Regions from separate parts of the Mus musculus genome. Here all the other regions are linked to region 2. Evidence: chromatin contacts called from public HiChIP or PLAC-seq and promoter capture Hi-C data. All regions are on one chromosome and are shown on one strand. Each heading gives the region's core, a stretch centred on a gene start, on an enhancer-like site or on the middle of the called end of the contact. The rest is flanking DNA. Distances are from core to core; before and after follow the strand shown. Region 1 holds the start of Sytl1 (synaptotagmin-like 1). Region 2 holds the start of Ptafr (platelet-activating factor receptor). Region 3 holds the start of Cd164l2 (CD164 sialomucin-like 2). Region 4 holds the start of Wasf2 (WAS protein family, member 2).

The links. Promoter capture Hi-C pulls out the DNA fragments that hold promoters and counts their contacts. HiChIP or PLAC-seq counts read pairs in DNA pulled down with a chosen protein or histone mark.
Region 1: a promoter capture Hi-C map of pre-B cells shows a contact between it and region 2, with 2.4 times the contacts expected there. The contact joins the promoter of Sytl1 here to the promoter of Ptafr in region 2. A contact is called at or near these places in 2 of 39 promoter capture datasets (liver and pre-B cells).
Region 3: a promoter capture Hi-C map of liver shows a contact between it and region 2, with 2.0 times the contacts expected there. The contact joins the promoter of Cd164l2 here to the promoter of Ptafr in region 2.
Region 4: a contact with region 2 is called in an H3K27ac HiChIP or PLAC-seq map of microglia, with 4 times the contacts expected there. The contact joins the promoter of Wasf2 here to the promoter of Ptafr in region 2. A contact is called at or near these places in 1 of 39 promoter capture datasets (liver) and 1 of 115 datasets of contacts at active chromatin or transcription factors (microglia).

The regions. Positions count from the first base shown.
Region 1 is chr4:133,261,735-133,264,967 of GRCm38.p6, reverse strand. Sytl1 (synaptotagmin-like 1) reads left to right here and starts at 1,881. Exons shown (of 15, transcript NM_031393.2): 1 at 1,881-1,981.
Region 2 is chr4:132,562,667-132,565,760 of GRCm38.p6, reverse strand. It overlaps Ptafr (platelet-activating factor receptor), which reads right to left and starts at 1,694. Exons shown (of 2, transcript NM_001081211.2): 1 at 1,487-1,694.
Region 3 is chr4:133,218,861-133,222,205 of GRCm38.p6, reverse strand. It overlaps Cd164l2 (CD164 sialomucin-like 2), which reads right to left and starts at 1,397. Exons shown (of 6, transcript NM_027152.1): 1 at 1,139-1,397; 2 at 602-763; 3 at 430-501; 4 at 1-37. The coding sequence starts at 1,226.
Region 4 is chr4:133,129,336-133,132,311 of GRCm38.p6, reverse strand. It overlaps Wasf2 (WAS protein family, member 2), which reads right to left and starts at 1,679. Exons shown (of 9, transcript NM_153423.6): 1 at 1,584-1,679.

The DNA.
Region 1 (3,233 bases), core at 632-3,131, 700 kb before region 2:
GTGCACCAGCCTAAAAATGATTTATTAACCAATTTAGATAAGGGAAAAGACAGACAAAAACAAGTGAGGGTGAGAGTCACAGCTCAGAGGTTGGGAGGCCAGGCTGTTCTTCCAGGGGGTGGGGAACCCCCAGTCCTGACATGGTGCCTCACAACCATCAATTAAACAAGAGAGGCCTGGGACTGGACAAAATGACTCAGCAGTCAAGAGCAGAAGTTGCATGTTCTGCCACGGTTGCAGGTATGACTCCCAACTCCCACATAGTACCTCATCCCATCGGTACCCTGGCTCAAGGGATCCAGTGCCCTCTTCTGGCCTCCACAAGTGGCAGACACACATCTAATGCACAATAGGCAGAACACCCATACACAAAATAATAAAAACATTTTGAAGAAAGCAAGCTTGAGGGCCAAAAGCATGCATGGCTCCGAGGGGGGGGAGGGCACTTAACCACCAAGTTCAGCCCCTAGAACTAAAGAGTGGAAGGACAAACTGACTCCTTCAGGGTCCTCTGACCTCCACATGCACAACACAGTATGCACACTGAGAAAGTATAAAAAGTTATTTCAAAAATGGGCTGAAGCCAGGGGTGGTGGCGCAAGCCTTTAATCCCAGCACTCGGGAGGCAGAGGCAGGCAGATTTCTGAGTTCGAGGCCAGCCTGGTCTACAAAGTTCTAGGGCTACACAGAGAAACCCTGTCTCAAAAAAAAAAAAAAAAAAAAAAAAAAAAAAAAAAAAACAAGCCAAAAACAAAACAACAACAAAAACAGGCTGAAGGCTAGGTGGTGGTAGTGTATACCTTTAATCCTAGCGCTTGGGAGTCAGAGGTGGACTCTGAGTTGGAGACCAGCCTGATCTACAAAGCAAGTTCCAGGACAGCCAAAGCTACAGAGAAACCCTATCTGTGGGGAGGGGGAGGGTGCTGAAGAGATGACTCAGCACCTAAAAGCACCTTTTGCCGAGGACCTGGGATCCCAAACACCCACCTAGCAGCTCACAGTCAGTCCCAGAGACCGACACCTCCCGTGGCTCCTTTGTGTGTCAGGTGCTCATGTGTTTCACATACATTTATGAGTCAGAGCATGTATGCACATACATAAATCTAAAAATTAAAAGACTTGGAAGCAGCTTTCAGCGCCTGAGTCCAGATGTAGATGGCTAAGAAGATCATGGTCCCCAAATCTGTGTACTTGTAAGACCCAAGAAAGGGTCTCCTGAGCAAGATGGGCTTCTCAGCCCATGAGCCAGGGCCCTTCAGATGGAAGGGGCCCAGGGTGACAAATGAGTCAAATAGCTGTTCTGTGAACATGGATGGTCAGAGGAGCTAGAGTGGCTGTGAGCGTTGATCTGTTGGGGAGGGGTCACCTGCTGCCACGTGCTAGCTGTGCCAGGCACCTGTGCTTCTCTTCGGTTCTACTCTCCAGTTTACATGGAAGGAAATTACTGCTCAGATCAGAGAGGTTAGGAAACCCGCTCAAGACCACACAGTGCTAGATCTGGGCCTCATCCAAAGCTGCCTACTGGCAACTCTACAATTCTCCTGTTACCACGGTTCTTAGAAGTTTCTAACTCTGCTTTCAAAGAAATGGTCTAGCAACTCTCTGCTACCCATTCCACAGATGGACCAACCAAGGCCCCGAGCTAGCCCTGTAGGTGAGGTTTGCTATAGTTCCTGGGTAAGTCTGGTACATACAGTACAGTCGGGCCCAACCACAGGGGCCCACAAAACTGGCCCTGGGTTCTCTAACAGCTGTTGTGGGTGCACCCAGTGCACCCTGAGGAGCTGCAGTCCAGGCCCGGTTTTGCACCAGGCCCTGCTGAGGTGTCTCCTCCTCCTCCTCCTCCTCCACCTCCTCGGGACTGGGGCAGCAGCTGCTGGGCGAGTCAGCTTTAGTCCCCACAGCCTTTCTAGTCTCTGAACTGTCTTCCTGGAGAGCTGGAGTCGCCTTTGAAGTTGTCGTCCCTACTGGACCCTTACAGGTAACACACCCAGTGGTCTAAGGGACAGGCACTGCCACCTGGTGTCCTGACCACATTCTGGTACCTCAGGAGTTTGGGCGGAGGGGGGTGAGGTGTAAGCAAGATTATGACTCTGGCCTGCCCAGATACACATACAGACTTTCTATCACTAAAGGGTCCCTGTCCCGCAGTGTTAGTACAGGGCAAGGGACACCTGATCCTTAATCTACCTCTGAAAGAGATACAACTTGAGGTAGAGAGATCCTGGCCTTGTATAGGCCCACAGCCCAGACCAAGCCAACCTGTCAGACAAAGCCAGGCAGTTTTGCCAAATGTCTTCCACCTTCACTCCCATATCTGGTGGTCCCCCGGGGTACTAGCATACACACCACAAGCCAGCCAGCCTGGGCTGGCTGACCACACAGGAAGAAATGCACATACCCACACGGCACTGGCTCCCAGCAAGTCACTGCCCACAGCAGCGACACTCCTGTAAGACTCTGTAGTATCATAAGGCAACACAGCACTCAGGGACAGATGCTATGTTTTACCCTGGCTTGCAGACATGTCTACTAATGCAGCAGGACGACAGGACACGGCGATGCTCATACACCCCGCCATAGAAAAGTCCCAAGCTAGCTTGATACCAGCACCTCAAGTACAGAGAAAGAGTCACTGTCAGTGAGCAGGCATCGGGCCCAGGGCTATGGCGATGGAGATGCAGAAACCCCCGGAGGGAAAGTGGGGTAGGAGAGGAGGCTCGCTTGCTTGCTGTGCTTGGATACTGACTCAGCTGGGAGGAGACCAAGGCAGGAGACAGGTACAAGCCAGGACCTGCCCCTGAGCTGCCCTCCTCCCTTTTCAACCCCAGCTGGGGGCCTGGCATAGGAGGGGCTGGGAAAAAAAGAGACTGCCCAGCGGGCCCAGACCAGGGCCACTACTGAGTGCAGGTCCCCTGCCACGTCCACATGCCCCTCTCGGCTGGCAATGTTTTCCTTCCGGAGTGGCTGTGGTACCTGGGCTTGAGTTGTTTTGCCAGCTGAGGCTTCCAGCCAAGTCTGGAGGTTGGGGAGCCCTGGGGTCAGACCCAAGGGGCTCAGAAGCTCCGCCTAGAGAAAGGGCTGGTGGGGAGGAATCTCAGGCAGGTGGCCTCAGTGGAACTGAGTGCTACAGGAGTGGGGGGAGGAAGTTGGGGTGAGGGTTGGGGAGGAGGTTGCCTCAGACAGGAAGGCCAAATGGGCCAGGGCAGGGTGGTGGGAGGCAAGGGCAGAGG
Region 2 (3,094 bases), core at 445-2,944:
GTTTTATGCTCAGCAAAGCACGTCCCCCACCTTCTTAGTTCATCCTTCCACAAACCTACAAGGTCAGAATTTTAAACCACAAAGAAGAAAATCGAGACTACTCAATGGCCCAAGGTCGCCGCAGATTATAAGCAAAATGGCAGACACAGACGGCCAGTCATCTCCTTTTCTCTCTGGCTGGGTGTGCAGAGGAAAGGATTCCCTCTTCTCTGGCAGTCACCATCCCCCACCCCAGCTCACTGACCATCTGGAGCGCATTCTAGTGCTCTGTCAAGCCGCAAATGAGAGAGCTATGAGTCCTTTATCCCTCAGTATCCCCCAAGTCTTCGGCCAGCAGCTCTGGTTTGTCGGCATCACCCCAAGACTTCCTGCAAGGGAGAGATAGCCAGTACCACACTGGCCTTTGTCCCCAACACCTGAGATTTAACGTGGCAACCTTTTGTGGACCTTTGTACCAGCCACCCAGTTATCAACATCCTCTGCAGTGGGTGTGGTCCCGGGGACCTAGCTCCATCCCAGACACTTTAGCTCAGCCTCCCAGGAAAGTCTGCTGGGGAGATGACATTGATTATACACAGAGAAGGTGTATAACTTCTCCAAAGTCACACAGCTAATAAAGCAAATGGAGGTCTGCTCACAGACCTCTAAGCCCTTGCCTCCCGTCCTCACCATCGCCTCCCAGAAGTTAAGGCTAAGATGGCTCCATCTCACTCTCAGAAAAGAGGGGTTCCCTTGGAGTGTCCCAGCACCTGATCACAGGCCAGAAATACCTACCACTCAGAAGGCTGAGAGAGGGTTAAGGACTAAGACTAGAGGATGGAGAGATGGCACAGGGATTAAGCGCCCTGGACACTCTTGGAAAGGACCCAGGTTTTGTTCCCAGCATCCACACAGTGGCTCACAATCATCTCCGAACTCCAGTTCCAGAGATCTGACCCCCTCTTCTGAACCCCAAGGCGCCAGGCATGCACACAGTGAGCATTCGTACTTGTATACACATACAATAATCCAAGGTTGCCTGTGCTACACAGTGAGTTCAAAGCCAACCTCGGCAGTGTGTAAGACCTCGATGTAAAATAAAAGTCAGGGATGGTGAGATAGCTCAGTAGGTAGAGGCATCTGCTGCTAAGCCCGAGAAGTGAAGCCAATCCCCAGGCCCCACATGGAAGAAGGAGAGAACAGACCGTCACAAGCTGCCCTTTGACCCACACATGTGCACCGTGACACATACATATACACACAATAAGCAAATAAAACGTAAAACAAGGGCTAGTGGCCAAGCATGTGTGTAGCCCTGGCTTTGGCCTGTCGCACAGCCATAAAGCTCTTCTTGAATATTAAGCCTGGCCTGAGAAAGATGCCAGATGGTTCTTTTAAAATCCAGCCACCCATCTACCTTAGTATGACCTGGAGGCATGACTCTGGCCTCCTGAGGAGACCTGTGTAGGGTTCTCCTTTGCCCAGCCAGGGCTGGGACCCTCCTTACCTGTAGGAGGAGCTCAGCCGTAGGCTCTGCTCCCTCCTGGTCCAAGCCTCAGCTCGAGCCTCTGTGTTGTGGCCTGGCAATTGCAGAAGTGAGGAAACAGAGCAAAGCACTGCCAAGTCACCCCTGGGAGGAAACACAGTGACCCAGGGCCCCTCCACCAGATGCCACAGGAACCTCCACACGGACTGAGCCAGCCAGACTCAGTACTGCAGAGGTTTCCTGCAGAGCAAGCAAAGGACAGAGAGGGTGTCAGACAGGGGGTGTGGAAAGGGGCGGGGTGGGGGAGGAGAGGGAGACACACAGAGACACAGAGAGACACACAGAGAGAACCAAAAGAAGCAACAAACAGTTGGCACGAGGAGAGGGAAAGAGAGTCAGAAAGGAGGGGAGAAGGCGAGAGGGGTAGAGGGAGGGAGAACGGCTGATGTAAACAGGAGCGCATGGGAGGAATGAGAGAATACAGAGAGGAGATTCAGGGAGGGACAAGGGAAAGGATGGATGACAGACAGAGAGCAGTCTGCACCGGAGACTGCCCAAGAGCTTGTGTGAATGAACACACCAGCGCATATACCTCTGTAGGGGAGAGAGAGGTGGGGGAGGGAGAAGCCACTAGATGAGGAGAGGGAGCTGGAAGCATAGCTTTGGTCATTAAGACTGGGCAGGGAATCCCTGGTGAGCAAGAAGAACTGGGCCCAAGAAACCCCTGGGAGCCCAGAACCACAGGGCTGGAGGAAGGAGGAAATTTCTCAAGCCCTTGAGCTAGAGTTCAGCTGCAAGTGAGTTCCCGGTAGGAAGAGAGGGTGAAGAGGTGTGGGCAGCTGGGGTAGAAGCCAAGTGAATTTGGTGTGAGAGCATGAGTCAGGTGAGGACTTCCATGTACGCAAATGAGAGAACCCCTTGTTTTGGTTTCCTTCTGCATAGCACTCAGGAGGTCAGCCAGGCTCCATGATAGACGCTGTCTATGGATAGCAGACCCCTCAGGTATCAGCTGACCCAAAGCCCCCTCCTAAACATCAAGGAAAAATGAAGCCGAAAGAGAGGAAAGTCTGTCTTATGGTGAGACATGGCGCCAAGTCTGTCTTGGAGAGCCAAGAAGGCAGGGATTCTGACTCCCCACCCAGTGCCTAGCCTCAGGTCCTGAGTAGCCAAGCTAGCCCCTTGCTGCTGGTCAGATGCCACCGGTGTTCCTTGTCAATGCTAAAATGGTTCCTTACAGGTCAGAGCATCATTAACATGAGCTTCAGCTCCGAAGAACTAAAACAACCGGGTGTGTGGCTCACATGTATAATCCCAGCCCTTAGAAGGCAGAGACCGGGAGTTCAAAGTCATTCGTGGCTACACACTGAATTCAAAGCTAGCGTGGGCTACATAAAATGCTATACAAGAGGAAGAGGTGAGAAGAGGAGGAGGAAAAGAGGGAGACGGCTCATTTGGTAAGTGTGTCTATGACTTGAGTTCAATCAGGGGCCGGGGATGGGGGGATGGGGGAGTCAGAGGTGGTCGTGCATGCCTATCATCTAGCAATGGAGAAGCAGTATGGAGGCTCCCTAGGGCTTGCTGGCCAGCCAGTCTAGCCAAATCACAAACTTCAGGTTCAGTGAGAGATGC
Region 3 (3,345 bases), core at 148-2,647, 660 kb before region 2:
CTTGGCTTCGGTTCCTCTGTGGAATGATGATGGGAAGCTGAGGAGACAGGGCATCCACAATAAACCCCCTCTCCTTGCTATCAGGAAACCCAATCCCGAGCCTGGGCCAGTAGCTGGACCCACTTCCGATCACACCCCTGCCCCATTTAAGGCTGGTCAGCCCGTCTCCGCCCCTAGCTGTGCTCTATCTACAAGACTGGTCTCTAATGTCACTTGCTTCAGGAAGACCCCGCCACTCCAAAGACCTCCTCAGCAGAGGGTGCTAGCTCCCACAAGCTCCTGGGCATGCTGGACCAAATTATAGGCTAAGATACCAGCCAGGGCATATACATCGAACGGTTCCTGGCCGAGAAGCCAACAGTTCGTGGGTGCAGTCTACTTCCTGAGAGATTGTGGCTGGGGACACCTCACTCTCCTCCCTTAGCTTACCTGGGCATGACTCTGAGTGGTTATAGATTGAGCAACCCTCCTTGACCACTTCAGCTTGGGCCACACAGTGTCCTGGTGGGAGAAGAAACAGAGAAGAGGTTTGGAGAGAAAGTTGAGAGTGGTGGTGCCATATAGACAAGAGGATGTTCCCAAGGAGGGCTCAACTACATACCTGGCTCCTCTGGCCCACATTGCTGCCAGACACAAATGGAGAAGTTGTGGGCTCTGTCCACACAGTGTTCACAGTGTCCCAGGTGTTTGCAGCCCCCTTGGGTAGTAGGCCAAACGTTCAGGCGGAGCAGGGCTCCCCGACCAAAGCCACGAGCTCCTTTACCTGGGTGTCGGGGGGTGCAAATGGGCAGAAAGCGGCAGAAAGCCAGGTGCCAAGCTGCAATACATCTCCCACTACAGCGACTCACACCTCCGCACAGGTCTGGAGCTCCCCCCAGCCCTGCTTAAACTCACCGAGCTGCCCTCCCCCAACCTCTTTCCATACACACTCCTGAAGTTCCTCCTCCACACTCAGCTAAGTCTCCTAGTCCCCCACACTTGGAACCTCTAAATAGGCACTAAGGTCTCAACACACCCCTGGAGTCCTGCAGAGGTCGAAAACGTTCCCTCTCACAAGCCTACTGTGCTGGAAGAAGAAGCTAAAGTGAGCTACACCTTCACCTGCCTGGGCCCCTGGTCAGATCCTGCTCAGCATTACCAGCTAGAACCAGCTGGGCACACAGGAGAAGGCAACAACAACCGCCGCAGAGAGCAGCACGCAAGGCGCGGGGTCCGGGTGCGGCCATGAGCGCGGGGGCCGGGACTGGGGGTCGGCGGACAGCTGGTGTGGCGCGTCCTTTCTTGACTACACTCGCCCGGCTAGCCAGAGCCAAACCTGGGCAGCGGGGGCGTGGCCAGGCTGGAGCGTGGTTGCCTTGTGGGCGTGGCTAGAGGCCGAGACCTCTGGGAGGGTCCAGGTAGAGCCCCGCTCTGCTGTGCGATTTAAGGCGGGGCCTGAACAAAAGGGATGGGTTTAAGACTCATGTCACCTGGTCCCTGAGGGGCAGCTTCAAGGCGGGAGGATCTCTGTGAGAACAGGCCTTGTCAACATAGCTACTATGTTTTGGTGAGTTTTTAGGGAATCACTTGTGTAGCTCTGGCTGTCCCGGAACTCATTATTGTAGAGCAGAGCTGAGATTAAAGGCCTATGCCATCACCTAACTCGACCTATGGGCCGGGACCCCCCTTAGGTGAGCCTCTATTTCAAAAACATTATTTACATTATGATTCACGACAGTAGCAAAATTACAAAATAATTTTATGGTTGGGAGGTCACCACAAGATGCATTAAAGGGTCCCAGCGTTAAGGAGGTTGAGAGCCCACTTTAAACCCTAAAGACTTTTTTTTTTTTTTTTTTTTTTTTTGGTTAGGATTTATTTGTTCATTTTATGTATATGAGTACACTGTAGCTGCCTTGAGACACACCAGAAGAGGGCATCAGATCCCATTACAGATGGTTGTGAGCCACCATGTGAGTGCTGGGAATTGAACTCAGGAGCTCTGGGAGAGCAGCCAGTGCTCTAACCTCTGAGCCATCTCTCCAAGATGAGAGATGTTTTTAACCCTGTCTCACAGGTGAGGCGAGTGAGCAGTCTGAACCCACAGTGGTAAATTTGGAACTCCATTCTGGCTACACCTGTGGCTGGCTATTCCCAGCTGTGGGGACACCATACCCTGTCCTGCCTTCCAGCTCATCACATCCCTGGGTCCTAAGTGGTGCCATTACTAGATCACTGAGCCTTTGGGGGATCTGCCTCCTGGTCACTCTCCTGTCCTGGCACAGCCGATTCTCAGTCCCTTTTCAGATATCTCCCTTTCCTCTGCCAACTTCTTAATCAGGTGTGGCCCTCTTAGCCCTGAGCCTTAGTCTGCCCTCTCCTGCAATCATCTTGGCTATTCTTCTGCTGTCAGGTCCCACTTAAAAGCCATTGAGTAAGGCGAGGGATGTGGTTCATTTGGTAGGATGCTTGGCTGGAGTGCCTAGCCCAGGCTTCATCCCTAGCACTAACCAGCCTGGTAGCTTGTGCAGTCCCAGCGCTTGGGTGGTAGAAACAGAAGACTTAGAAGTTCAAGGTTGATCTTTGCTACAGAGAGAGTTAGAGCCAACCTAGGCTAAAGAACCCTTGCCTTAAAACCGGGGAGGTGGGGGAAAGGTGTTAACCTGGCAGAGTGACACATTCCTTTAATCCCAGCACTCCAGAGACAGAGATAGTCAGATCTCTGTGAATTTTGGGGACAGCCTGATCTACACAGGAAGTTCCAGGATAGCCAGGATGACAGCGAGACCATGCCTCAAAACAACAAGGAGGTGTGTGTGTGGGGTGAGGGGGAGCTGGAGAGATTGCATAGTAATGAGAAGCACTGGCTGCTCTTCCAAATCTACGTTTGATTCTAGGTCCACAGGGTGGCCACAAATACCTGTAACTCTAGTTCCAGGGGATCCAGCATGACCCTCTGGTCTCCACAGACACCAGGCATGAAAGCGGTACACAGACATATATTCAGGCAAAATATCCACTCATATACATTAAAATAATAATATTATTATTATTACCAAAGGAGCAGATATCTGTCACCCAGTACTTGGGAGGCTGGGGCAGGAGGGTTGTAGATTTTAAGCCAACTTGGGCTACATCAATGAGACCCTGTCCCGCACCTTTCCAAACAAGGGCTGGAGATATAGCTCAGCAATAAAGCACTTGCTTAGCATTGCATGGCCCTGAATTTGAACCTCATAGCAACAACAGTAGCCAAGAAATCTCTAAATCTCCACCTCCACACCAGTCCCGGCTACCGCAGCTACCACACCCATAACTGAAAATCAGCACCCCTCCCACTTTTAATTAAAAAGTAAAATTTTACTT
Region 4 (2,976 bases), core at 430-2,929, 570 kb before region 2:
GACAGGAAGCAGGCTTGCAAGTCCTTTCCTTCCTTCCTCTAGCTGCTGCTTTTCTGGTTTTAGAATTTCAAACAAAGAAAATACATATTGGCTCCACAGCTCAGAAACGCCCTCTTTCTCAGCAACTTCCTCCTCGGATTTCCCTCCCTAACACTGGCACATGAGAACAATACCCACAGCTGGACCTGCTATTTTGATTAACCCAAAGCTCTGGCGGTTTGGAAAACTTAAGGGCTAAGGTACCCAGCTACTCCTACTCAAAGTCCACTGCCTTTACTCATCTGCAAGATAAGGAAAGAACAAAGAAAGAAAGGCTACACTTGAACACAGGCAGGCCATTGAAACTTTAGCCCCAAGGAACCCAAAGAAATTATACAACAGATGGATAAATTCTCCCTCCCAATAAAATGTAGCCTTTGTACAGAGGAGAGAAAGACACTCTGATGACACCACCTGGAGTCAAAACTCATGTCTCTATACAACAAATATTGGTGACACCTGCCTGGGACTCAAACGGAATCCTCTGCTGTCCTGACACACTTCGAAGTGATTTTTAACACTCAGAAATGGCCCTTCCTTAGTCACAAAGCAAGAAAAGGAGATGGGCTTATAATTAATAATCCTGAGCTTAAGACCTAGCCTGTCTCCACACCAAAAGTGAAATCAACTCTCCAGGCTAGACCCCTCCCTCCATTTATGACAAAGCAAACTTTGTAAGAGAACACTAACTTATCCCTGCGCGCCCGGTGCTTCCCAGAGGAAACACCCTCACTTTGGTAAGTGCCACACGTTCCGGTGTCACCCTGAGCAAGTTACTTCTCTGAAACCTACTTGACTTCCTCACCAGTAAACTTACAAGGACAGCTGGAAAAACTAAACAAGCACTTATACCTAAGGTTTGGCACATAGTAGGACAACCATTAACATTTTCCTTGGCTTTCTTCCTCTTCAGTGCTGGGCTTAAACGCCAAGGGTAACCCCTGATCTCTGAATCTATGAACATTTCCTCATCTCAAAGGACCACAGGACTTAGCCCTTCCCTGTCACGATCTGGGTAGCACCCATGCATTGGTACCAGTGGCCCGTAAGCCAAGGCTCCTTTCTGTAGGGCTCATTCTGTGCACATGTGCGCGTGCTCACACACTCCTCCACAATGTCCCTACCCCCAGCCTAGCAGCCAGGGTCCCCAAAGAGCACCTCAATTACTTTATGGTCCAAATATGGAAACTGAGGCTCAGCCTGGAGATGAACTTGTCCAGGAGCTCGGGGAGTTGCTGAGACCCAATTCACAGGCTTCGGTGAAGTCTATTTACAAATGGTAAACTGAGGCCCGAAGACGGAAGTGACTTGCTCAAGAACACACAGTGGGTTGGTGGTAGGGCCACTTTCGCCGACCCTCCCTAGTCTCCGAAGGGCACTCTGGGTCACCACCACCCCTGAGGTGTCGCCACGGCGCTGACAACACACGAGCCGCACCAGCGACCGTCAGAGCAGACACCCGGTGCCACCGGACCCTTGCAGGGGTGGCCGGGCCGGCGCTCGCCTCTCACAGCCGGGCGCGCCCAGGGGGACTTGTTGCTCACCTGACCTCGCGCAGTCGCCCTCAGCGACATGAAGGGCTGGGCAGCCGGTCCGCGTCCCCACGGAGAACGCTCCAGCCTACTGCTTCGCGGGCTGCTACTCAGCCGGACGCCCCCCTCAGCGCGCTACGCCCCCAGCCGCACTCCACCGGCCTGAGTCCGCCATTACGCGATTTCCCCGCCCCGGGACGCAGCCACACCCCGCCAACCGTTCTGATTGGCTCCCTGCCCCACCCGCCCGGAGCCCCCAGCTATCCCATTGGTCTGAATCCAATGCCAATTAAATAAGTACGCAAAAGACGTATTCAAAGGTAGTGTCCCGGGAACTCCACCCGAGCGACTTCCGCAATCGGAGTAAACAGAGGCGAGGACAAACCAAGTGAAGTGGAGATGGGACTAAAGGTACATCGACGCCCAAGTTTAAGTACAAAAATATCTGCTAAGACAGGGAAAGACCTCGGCTAACATGTATTGAAACACGATTTATTTTTATTAGAGTCCAGAGAGCCAGCCTGTTTTTTGTGTAAAGAACAGGCCGAGCCTATGAACTTTCTGTAGACACCCCTCAAGTGGCAGATCGTTCTGTCCCTTCACGCCTTGTCCCAAGCGGGACCGAAAGTCGGGTGGGGGCGAGTGAGTCATAGGCTTCAGCTCACCCCAAAGGATAGGTATTCGGGTGAAGCTGGCATCCTGAGATTGGGAGCTAGTTCTGAGAGGCCACTGTCAGGTGAGCCAAACACCTGTCACTTCACTCTGCAACTTCGGACAACTGCTGCCTACCTAGTTCTCACTTTGTTCTACAAAATAGATGCAGTAGGCCCTGGCACGTCCCAGTCCATGAAGGTGGGCAGTTTGAGAATACACTCCCAAGTGACTTATAGAATACAAAATGCTGCGGCTGGGTGACAACGTGACGAGTCCGGCTTAGCACATTTAGTATACTAGAGCATCTCTGTAGAGCAGGTATTGGCCTCTTGTGGAAGAATGGATCTTAGGCAGGCTTTGTTACCGCCACGTCTGCCTCCCTCTTTGCTTCCTTTCAAAAAGGGTGCACGGTGTGAGGGCGGTGGGGTGGAGGTCACGACACGACACGGCTCAGTCAGTAAAGTGCTGCTTTGAAAGAATGAGGACCTGCGTTTGAGAACTCAGATTCCAAACAAAGCCTAACAGGCCCGATGATACTGACTTCGCAGCGCTGGGGAGGCAGAGACAGGCAGAGCTCTAGCTCACAGGCCCAGCCTAGCCTAGCCTGCTCCTCCAGACTGGGCCAATGAGAGAGCCAGTTACTAAAACCAAGGTAAAAGTTGCCTGAAGAACAGCACCTGAGGTGATTCTCTGGCCTGCACTGGTCCATCCTCACATACAACATACACGCACACATACAACACCCTGAATA